3 separate regions of the Drosophila melanogaster genome follow, and all the other regions are linked to region 3. A link is a contact called in public Hi-C data. All regions are on one chromosome and are shown on one strand. The core of a region is the stretch at or near the end of the contact, and the rest is flanking DNA. Distances in the headings are between cores, read along the strand shown.

The links. Hi-C and Micro-C count contacts between places; a contact is called where the count stands out from the background.
Region 1: a contact with region 3 is called in a Hi-C map of the Kc167 cell line, with 4 times the contacts expected there. A contact is called at or near these places in 1 of 107 Hi-C or Micro-C datasets (the Kc167 cell line) and 1 of 7 datasets of targeted methods (the Kc167 cell line).
Region 2: a Hi-C map of the Kc167 cell line shows a contact between it and region 3, with 4 times the contacts expected there. A contact is called at or near these places in 2 of 107 Hi-C or Micro-C datasets (the Kc167 cell line and the S2 cell line) and 1 of 7 datasets of targeted methods (the S2 cell line).

Annotation. Positions count from the first base shown.
Region 1 is chr2L:12,545,301-12,549,056 of dm6, reverse strand. bun (bunched) reads left to right here and starts at 2,446. Exons shown (of 7, transcript NM_001042894.2): 1 at 2,446-3,414.
Region 2 is chr2L:12,466,566-12,469,989 of dm6, reverse strand. The region is part of intron 6 of bun (bunched); the gene reads left to right. Among named protein-coding and RNA genes, the nearest start is that of mir-967, 8.2 kb to the right of the region's middle.
Region 3 is chr2L:13,087,488-13,091,451 of dm6, reverse strand. It overlaps lncRNA:CR44197 (long non-coding RNA:CR44197), which reads right to left and starts at 1,649. Exons shown (of 1, transcript NR_073767.1): 1 at 893-1,649.

The sequences.
Region 1 (3,756 bases), core at 1,197-3,696, 540 kb after region 3:
CCAAATTAAATTAAGATAAAATTAAGAACATTACATTTACATTACAACATTAATAACATTTCTGCCCCACTGTGCAGTACCCAGGCAACTGCCAACGTTCCAAATGGCAACAAATTCAAACGAACTTGTATGCAGAGTGTGACTGAAAGCATTATTAATAGAGAATGTCGGCGGCTAAACTCAACCACATATACTGAAAGCACTCACATACACGCAAAAGGGATATAAAAGCAATAAGGACATTCATCTTCATAATTACGGGCAGCGAAATGAGAAGAAAGTGCGAGGATGCGAGGATACGATGTGGCATACGCAGAGAGGGAAATTCAAATGAAACGCAAAAGTTTTGCATATGCGTTGGGGATGTGTATGCTGCCAACGGAGTTGTGTATTTCCACCTACACAGAAGAAAAAAATATTTATACTCCGAATCACAAATCGTAGAAATGAAAACTTCACAGGCAAAGCAATATACTATGTAACTATGTAAACTGTGTAATTGAAAAATTCACAGTCACAAAAAAGAATCTAGAACTTATTTTCGTTTTATCATAATCTGAAATAACATGAGTTATTATATATTATCTATTTTTCAATACAGAAAAATTAAAACAATTTCAAAAAAATATACATATGTAATTTTTTAACCTTTTTCGCTCAGTGTGTGCTTGACCAAATGGGCATCTCATGGAAATGACAGTTAAGCCCGCCAACGTTGGTCACCCCAATGAATGCCGGAGCCAGCATTTTCTTCCCCACGAATGCAATCAAATGGAAATTGTTAAAGAAAAGGAAAAAATGCCAGTGAGCACGATTGAGTGGATCGCAGGACTTTTGGCATTTCACAAGGGTGCAACGCATCGGTCTGCACTAATTACGCACCAAACATGTACGGCAAATCGTCAAACCTTTGAATGCCACAAGCGAAAAAAGGGGCAGTTTTTGGGGGGCGAAAAATGTTTGCCAAATGTTTTTCCTGCCTGCTGCAATTTAAATGAGACGTTGGCCAAATGCGAGGGTGTCGCCTGCAGTCGCTGTGTGAAAGTGGGCGGGGCGGGGCGGGGCTGGTCAGTGGAATTAATTCTAATCCCGAACACGTTCCGTTGCGAACGAAGTGGTCAGTTGCGATATACTATATAAATATATATATAATTGTATATACATGCATATGTACATATATAGAACTCCTTAGTGGAGTTTCAATTGGTGGAGGGTGCGTCGATCATTAGCGTGATTTCTTTCCGCTTTGACAAGAAAATCAGAACGCTTCACTGAACTCCATCAGGACGAAAAAAAAAAGAAAAAAGGAATGTCTTAGTCGAATGGTGTGACTATTAGATACCCGTTAGCCAGCTTAAGAAAGTTGGTAAGAGTTGAATATATTTAAAGTCTTAACTGATTAAAGTTAGCAAGCAGAGTATCAGCAAGGTACTTAATTAAAAGAAGAACCAAAGAGTTAAATAAATGCAAGAAGGTAACAAGCAGCAGTGCGACTATCAGATACCTGTTACTCCACAAAACTTTCTTGAGAAGTCTTAGCGCTAGAACAGGAAATGCTCAAAAGCAGTTACATAATTACTGGCAATAATTTATGTTTATTTTTAAGCTTTAATAAACATCAATAGAAAAATTTAATAGAAAAAATAGAAAACTGAGCGCCAGTTCTATGTATCTATTTTGTTTATAAAAACAAGTAAAGTATACAAATTTAAGCATTGTTAAGGTATTAATTTTCTTAATGATTCAAATTATTTGTTACATATATTTTTATAAAGATTTACCAATCGAATTTTAGTCGTTTGAATTCGCTTAGATTCGTTGAAATTCGCTTCTAAATCAAAGCAAAGAAGCGAACCAATGTAAAATATATGTAAATGTAAAATTGTTGGTTCGGTACTTCGACGCGGGATCTGTTTAACGATTTTTTCAGTGATTTCGACACAAAAAGAGTAACTACTGCAGTTATTTTGCTAATAAAAAATTTAACTATATTATATGATAATTATAGATGATATGATATTAAATATAAATATAATTAAAATTTATAATAGTCCGATTTTTGACCAGAACTTATTATCGACATTATATAAGCCCATTATATACAAAAATGATTCCTAAAACAATCAAATAAAAGTAGAGTTGTGCCACTCGCCTTAGTATAACTTAGTTCTAAAGTATATGTTAATTTTATGTTAAATTCATTTTCGAATAATGGAAAAACGAGCGCCAATGTTGCGCTAGGGATTTCTAAACGATATGTAAACGATATCGTATATCGCACGACAATCGCCTGCGTGTAGAACTTAACAATCGATAGTTGTATTTAGCACAGAACCAAACCAAAAAATGCTAAAATATCAGTTTTGAACAGTATAGTGTGACCGCTATATGTGCCAAAAATCCCGTATTCAGTATTTGGTATTATTATTTGATATTATATTTTTATTGGCATTTTGAGTTGGGACAAAAACGCAAGGCAAGTTGTTGGTCTTTTTCGCTGTCTGCAGACGGATAAAAAGTAAAAGAACGCAAATCGAACGCGCCGCGAACGTATTGCAAAATCGCTTAACTCGCGGCGCCCTTGAAAACGACGAGGAAAAGCGAAAAAAGGCTGCGAGAGCTAGCGCAAAATCGAAGAAAAAACTGTGTATGTGCGTGCGTGTGAGTGTATGAGTGTGACGTGTGCGTCGCTGTGTGTGTGAGCGAGCTGGCATGCAGATGTAGAGATGTGTGTGCGCTGCTGCTGCGGCTGTGTGTGCGTGTAAATTGAATAAGAAAACGGAGCACAAATGGCACTGATGGAAAATTTATATGTGCGCTGAAAAATTAATTTATTTGCAAAAAGCCAAAGAGCTGCGAAAAGTAAAGTGACAAGCGGAGAGATGTGCAAAATCGAAAGAACGAAAAATTGTGGATTGCCGACTCTCTGCAGATTTGAAGAGAGTGGCAGCGAAAGAGAGACATAGAGAGAGAGTTTGTGTATGTGTGGGTGTGAGCCGCCTTTGCCAGGAAAACTAAAAAGAAAAAAATTCCCTGGCGTTAAAATTTGCACAAAAAATGTTGAATTCGATTGTTTGCTTTCCGCAGTTCGGCGTTTCGCTTTTTTTTTTTGCACAAAACTTTTTTCGCCAATTTTTCATGCACGCTTTTTCGTTTATTTAATTCCTCTCTCTCTCTCTCCATCTCTCTCTCACTCATTTTTTCGCTCTCCGAATCGACTCTCTCGCAGTGCTCTCCGCTTTTTGCTTGTGCACAGCCAAGTGTCAAAACTGTCATTTACCTTCCTTTTGTCCGATTAGCAAAACGCAACGAAAAACTAATATCCCATCCAAATTAAATTCGTGGCCGTTCGCTTGTTTTAAGTTTATTGTTTTACGCCAAGAAACAAGTAATTTTAAATTGTTTGACATACGCGTAAGTGTGGTAAAAATGTAAAAGAGAGGCCTTTGCCTCTTAGTGCAACAAATCGATCAGAAAGTAACCAATAAAAAAGCAAAGCAAATCGAAACATGTTTCAAAACGAAGGAAAAATCAGAGAAATTCAATGAAACAAAAGTGCAAAACAGTCGCGTAATTGTTGGTGTGTGTGTGTGTGTGTGTGTCAGCGTGTGTGCCCATCCTTTTGGTCTGCTTCTTCACTTTCGCTCAGTTGTTGTTGCAGCTTGCACTTTGTACCTTAGATTTTTCCCATTTCCTCTTTCCATTCCCATTTCTCCAAAACAGCTGGCCAAGCATTTGATTAACTCCAATATTCCT
Region 2 (3,424 bases), core at 915-3,414, 620 kb after region 3:
TTTCGGATTGTTTATAGGTTGCTTATATTGTATGTGGGCTACCTACCTGATGGATTTGCCAATGAAATCGGGCAGGGATATAAAAACGCTTTAACGATCTCCGATAAGTTTCAGGTTTACTCTGAGTCAAGGATGGCCAATTACGCAGTCTTTTGATTTTTAAATTGAGATAATAAACAGTTAGTGTGGCAACTAACAAAACTAATAGGATAGGCACTATTTTCGTTGGGGAAGTCCCTTTAAATTTCTCTCTAACTATAATTAATCATTGGCCAAAGAAAAAAAGCCAAGTTATGTTTTATGTGCCTACGAGCGTGCCAATTAAGCTAGCGATTTAGCATATTTTCAAGTGCACTGCTGACATAAATTAATTGTAAATGGGCAGCAGCGCCGCCATCGACTGATTTAAAAACATGCGTTAATCGATTTCGGCCGAGGTGCGACCGATTCGATTTTGTTTTTTTTTTTTTCATTTATTTCGGGGACCTGTTCGACAACTCACTTTGCAAATGATCTTAGCTGGAGCCAGCTGATCTCAGATCTGCGATCGCAGATCTCAGCCGAGTTAAGAAAATCACAAATGCGCTGCGTGTGCGTGGCGTGCGCGTTGGCAATTGGCCGAGACACACCTACCTCACCTGATGTATTCGGACGGACTTGTATGTACACCCATATGTACATATGTACATACGAACATACATACATATGTGATTTAAATTTGGCCATGATCGAACGCCAACGCGAAACGCGTTTGGCCCGAGACATGGCGATCTCACTCGCACTCAAATCGCTAAAAAAAAAAAAAAAATTTTTAAATAAGATTTTGCAATGGATGATTAATGTGTGCGTTGGTTTTGATTCCCTGGCTTTGTCTTTCGCTTTATTTTTGGGCCTTTTGCATTTTAATTGACACCAATATGTCATTTGAGGCAACACGACGAAACGAGCTGGCAATCCGTTGGCCCCACAGAAAGTTTATGCCGCCTATCCCCCAAGCAGGCATTTCTATTTTGTTATGGCCCCGCCTTTGCTCTACGTTGCTGCGAAAACAAAACGCCAATAAATATATCACAGAATGGTGTGTTTGTGCTTTTATAACTATGTATGTACATATGTGTGTGAGTCTGCTTAGACCCCCACATAAAACTGTGGCGACTTTAGCTTCCGCATTATAACTCAACTAAAAACATATTAAGAAACGTTTGTCTGCCACGGAAAATTTCTCAAGAGAAATTCCGGAGGAAATCTCAAAGCAAATGTTCAAAAAAAATTGTTCGAATTTAGTTTTATATTCGAAAACAAAAAACCCAATATATCAATTAATTAAAAGTAGTTATTACGAAACAGAGTATAGATACATATATTGCCAGCTTACTCTTGTTGATTAGTGACGACTACCAATTTTCGAAACAACAAAATATTCCACTTGTTATTTACTATATTCGCCTGCATAAATATTCCTAGAAATTTATTTTCCCGCTGACTGTTTTATTTATTTGCCTTAGAATAAATTCGACAATAATTCTGTTTACATATTTTTGACACTCTCTATTCTGCTTCTTCTCTTTGCAGGTAAGCAAAACAATAATTTCTAATATTAAATCAACAAATTTTGTTATTCTGTGGTCTGCGTAAGTCAATTAGTAACCCATATATTTTTTTGCATATATTAAATTTGCTTAAATATGCATATGTACACGTATGAAATTATTCCACACACACACAAATTGAATACCATTCAATTAAAACGGAAACGGAAAATGATCGAAAATATTCCGCACAATAACTGAAGGAATGCAAATTATGTTGACATCTTTGAATAGTTCTTGTTAGGGGTAAAGAGGTAAAATGTGCGATCTGACGATCTGGCGTTGTGCCGAAAATAGACATAGAAAATATATAGCAAAACAAAATAATTAAGTTCTACATCCCCAAAATATATCATCCAAAAAGAGCGTGCTAGAAATAAAGCGTCAATCTAATGAGAGAATGTTTGAATACCCTATCGAAAGATACCACTTTTAACACTAGCTGGTTTTCTTGAAAATGAACAGAGTGAATCCTCAAAATGACTAACCCCTTTTTTGAAGGGTATACATACAGTGGAGTGCGAATAGAAAAAAATGGCGAACTGAACTATTGTGCCGAAAGCTTTAAGGCCCCATTTATTTGGGTGCAGAACACTAAATAGTAAACACACAAATCGAACGATACACACAGACTTTTATCAAATAGTGTTATTGTGACTGCCTCGATTGGCCTTGAATAATTCATGATTATTTGTGGGCATTTTTTTTTGTTCGCTTTCGAGTTTTAATTTTTCCTTAATGGTTGTTTTTGTGGGGCTCTTCATTTTGTTTTGTTTGTAGTTCTCTTTTCTTTTTATTTTTTGATGGTTCCTCTTTGTTCAGCGTATTTGTTTACCAAGTTTTGAGACCCTTTTGGCATAGGTGGAAAAAGAACTTTTGATTTGTGACCAAATATTTGATAGGGTTAATTGTATTCTAGGAAGGCATAATAAAGTAGAATATTCAGGGTCTTCAATATTCCGCATGACTCAGAGTTAATTTCAAACTCGACCAAATCAGAACTCAAGTTAAAAATTGCTTAAAAAACTTGTATAAGAACAATGACATTTTTACCAGAAAACAAATGGTTTTATGTTCCAACCCAGATAATTTCAGCTATATAGTTCCTTTTTTTTGAGTAATTGGTTTTTGGCGTGTTTTTGTCCTTAACCCAAAATCTGTATGTCGCCAATAGTAAAATAAATACTCTGAAATTTTTTTCAATTAAATTATAGTGCAAAAAATGGTCACAAGGATGAGAGGCACTAACAAATTCAATGAGTTCTTATTATTAAACCAAAATAAACAAGAGAAAGTAGCCAAAGAAACAAACAAAAAATAGAAACATCGCAAAAATTCAGGTCAAGATGAAAGTCTATTCAACTGAATTGCCTAAAAATAAGCCAAGCAAATGATACGTACATAGTACATATATCCAAGATATATCGTTTATATAGAAAGGATTTCCAAGTAATGTTAGATATATATACATTCTTTTGGCGCATAAACCTTGAAAAGTCGCGACATCTTTGCGATGCTTGACACTCGGCCAGAAGTTAATTAGCCGCACACGTGCCGTGGTCGTCGTATACCTCTTTACAACAAATTCGTGGGCATTCGAATGCAATTAGCGGTCGGATTCCTTACCTGTATCATTGTTTACCTGTGAGTGAGTGTACCTTTTGTGGCTGTCGAGGACCGAACTCTGCCGAGCAATAAAACGATTTAATGGCTCTCACCGAAACTGCAGCAGCCGGACAATTTAAATGCAATTTGCACTTTTATTTTTATCTCCTTCCTGTCCCGACTGACGCATTAGTTTTGCATGAGATGATTGCCCAAAAAAGAAAACAGAT
Region 3 (3,964 bases), core at 400-2,899:
GAAACACAGTGGTGGCTAATAAGCAGCACACATGCTGTGGCAGGTTTTTCTAATTTCGCTAAGCATGCAAGCACTTTTTAAGTTTATTTATTAGATTCCTTAGAATTCAAAAACAATTCTTCATTTTTACAGAATTTTGTATCTGAAAATTTAAAATTTCGCTTGAAAATTCGAAAATACTTCCAAACTTGAATGTAATTATTATTTAAATTTAAAACTAAATGTTTAAAAAACCAAAAAGGGTGGAAAACTTAACTGGCAGAAAAATATGACAATGTAGCCGAATATCCCTTAGCGAGTGGCCACTGTACGGGCAGTCGGCAAAGCAGCGACTATGGAAAAAGCGCGGAGCTTTTCTGAATCTGAAATGCAATGGAGAATCCGAATCCGCCTCAGCTTATCTCGCAGCCCTCGCTGCATCTGCAACCTCCAACCCCCCAACCACCGAACCCCAACCCCTCGCACTCTCCTAATGAAGATGATAATGAAATGAGCTGGTGCCAAGTACAAACCCATAACCACAAGCCTTTTGCTTTACCAGCTTCCATCCCCTGGCTGCCACCCTGCGAATTCACAATCTGCAATCCGCTCATTTTACAAATTGCTTAGCAGCCGCCGCTGCAGAATGCAACTTTGGGATAGCTTTTGAGGTCAACTTGAAATACCCTAACAAATAATTAACAAGCACGAGCTTCTAATAGTGCGATTAATATTCAATTGGCTTTAATGTTTGATTAGCCATTGGATGGAAAGGCAGGTGTTGGTCATGTTTGCCGGCCAAGTTTATAAACGAGAAAATAGTTTTTTTTTTGTGTTTGTTCAAACACAAACGATAAAAGCTAGATTTATGCATTTTTTAATTAAGTAAATGCTATGAACGCAAATATTTTTTATGATTTTACTTTGCTTAAGTGAACATAAACCGTGTTTTAAGTCGTGATAAATGCTGTAATGCTACAATACAATTTAATATTTTTTTCTGAAATTCTTCACTGTTTTCTTATCAAAACTTTTGATTATCAATGGTTAAAAGGGTCATTCCAATTCGTCGTCGATGCTGAGGCAAAGTTCTCAGTGGTTTCTTTAGAAATATGTAGTTGCAAGTATTTTTTGTTTATTTATTTCTTTATTTTTAACCGCGCTGCGGCTGATGCCATTGTTGCCGTTCCATCCGCCTGTCGATTTGTTTCGCTCGTTTCGGTTCTAAGTTTGCGTGTTGCATTTTGTAATTTTTGTTGTTTAGCTTGTTGTTGTTGTTGTCGTATTTTTTTTTTTTTTTTAGCTTAGTTGTTGCCGGTTATTCCAGGGTGATTTTGCATTTTGTTGTTGTTTCGGATGCCTCCAATCCCAGCAGCGTTTCAAGGTCTTTGCACTATTTGTTTTTGCCAAGTTTCGCACACATCCCATCTATACTATATGGAATATATGGCCGGGGTGTTAGTTTTCTGCCCGATCTCTCGGTTGTATTCTATACTGTTCAGTTCAGTTCTATTCTATTCGGTTGTATTCAGTTCTGTGATGGGGAAGAGCGAGAAGTTTCGCCTTGTGGAAATTTCTTCGCTGGCCCGCTCGTGTTGCAGTTTTTGCTCTTTTCCACTTGACTGACAATTTGATTGGCAGTTTGCTTTTGCATTTGCCATTGTAGTTGTTGCATTTGGTGTTGGTGCTGGAAGCAGCTCTCTATTCTATCGTCTCCCTCCGGCAATTATATTTAATTTTATTATTGAAGATTGCAGCAAGATTTTCGCCCCCAAGGTCAGACGTGTAAATCTTCTGCTGCTGCTGTGGTCACGTAAGCAAAACTTTTTTTTAAGCTCCCCAACCCCGCAATGTCGCGCCTTTTTTTTAATGGCTGGCTGCTTTTGTCGAGTTGCTGGAGCAATTTCAGTATTTTTCTGTTCGTTCGGCATTTCCTATTAGAAATTCTTGGCATTAATGCAGCTGACCGGTTGTAGTTATTTGTTATTGATGCTGCCGAAGTTGTTTTCGCTATCGCCAATTTCCTTTGTACTTATGCCAGCCGGAAGATCGTTAGCGTGGAAGTAGCAAGGTTGAAGCTGGAAGTGGATTACATTGCGTATGCGCAATATCGATGATTCGATTACGCATCCGCAGCGATGGCACTGGCAATTCGATCGGGGAGAGTTGGCTTGGGCAAGCTCAATGAGTATGTGATCCCAATGTGTAAAGCGCAAGGAAAACCACAACGACAAGGATAATCCATAAGGAATCCAAATAAACCAAACCAAATAAACAAGAGATTATAGCTTTTTCTAACTATTGATTTGTAAAAAAAATTCATCTATTTAGAAATATGTTATTCATGTATAATTTAAAACTTAAGTTGCTTGCAGCCTATCTCTTCAACTCTACTGCAAATCGACTGTCCGCCGAGACCTCGAAGAACTAGACGTCCATAATCATTCGAATCGATTACGAGTCCACTATGTACTCAGCACTCAAGTAACTAATTGCACTGCATGGCCATAAAAAGAGATGGAGGGAAATGTCGAGAGGAACGGAATTCTTAACTAGCCATAATTGTTATATTTTTCAAGCATATTGCAGTCATATGCGTGTCGTTAGCTGCCCGATTCTGCAGCAGCAGCAGAAACATCATCATCATCGATGTCGGTCTGCTAGCAACTTGCCTGTGCAATATCATCGGAATACAAAGCTCAAGGTTACGCATACGCCATGTGCGCCGGGCCAAGCGATGCGATTCCAAACGATGCGAGCGCAATGTCTAAGCAAATAGACGACAAACGAGCGCGGCAATGCAAACACGGACACTTGTGCGGTCCGTAGATAGAATTTTAAACACTCTGGTCTTGGTATACTACTACATGGTGGATTTCTAGGGGTTTCCATCGGGTTATCGGGGGCTGTGCCAGATGCCTTTTAGTGCATACATAGTGTCAAAAGTGTCATGAAGCCATGGCTAAGTCATCGATCGGAAGTTTTCGCTCAAAATATGTCATTCCTGCCAGGCACATGCTGCAAAATCATTTTATTAAAAGCTCCAAAAGTTTCACATTGAAGTCTTCATAAACTTAAATATTAGTTTTGTTAGCAACCGTATAGTTTTCAAATTTAAAGTTTCTAAAATATAAAGTATTTCGCTGCACATCATAGAATGATTGTTTCAACTCTTAGTAAGGGTTTTCTTTCATTTTCCTACCCTATTTCCCAGAATTTTTCCCCTCAGCTCGTTTCGTTTAACCAAAGCAACGCTAATTGCTCCGCTGAAGCGTAAAACATTTTCACAAGAACTAATAAATGCAACTGCAAAAGTTGAGTACAGGCAGCGGAGGCAAACCGAAACGATGCAGACCACCCTCATGGCAGCCATAAAGGAAACTCAACTAACAACTGTCTTTGCCAGATGCTGTCTCTGAGGCATCCTCGTCCTCATCTCTTGTCATCGTTGGTGGCCCGAAGGTTGCCTTAAATGCCCTTGTTTATACCCTTCCTTGGGTGTTCTTTATCTCACAAGGATATAGTTGAGGCAAACAACTGACCACCTTTAAATGTAATGCAACAGATTGACGGTTATATTTAGTTTATATCAAATTTAAATTGTAATTCAAACAGAGTATATGCACATTTAATTTTTTTAAATAACTTAAACCAAAATAAAGTTTACTCAAACCAAATTTACTTTCGACTACCTTCACATTTTTGCGATCTTTGGCGACTTTGTGCCCTGACTGCTCCTTTCAGCTGTCTTCAACTTGTGGCTCCTGCTCATCCACTTTGTGACCTGTCAAGTTTTTTCGCTGCAGGCATATGCAGTCGTCACACCCACGATCACATGTACAGAATAAATAAAACTAAAAGTAGAAACATGCCACGTGCCTGCAAAGACATTAAACATTTTTTCCATCACATATGAAAAGGAGGTTCGGGAGGAAGGAAAGGATTCCTCCTCTCGTTAATTGCAGGCCCAAAAAAGTTGGAATTT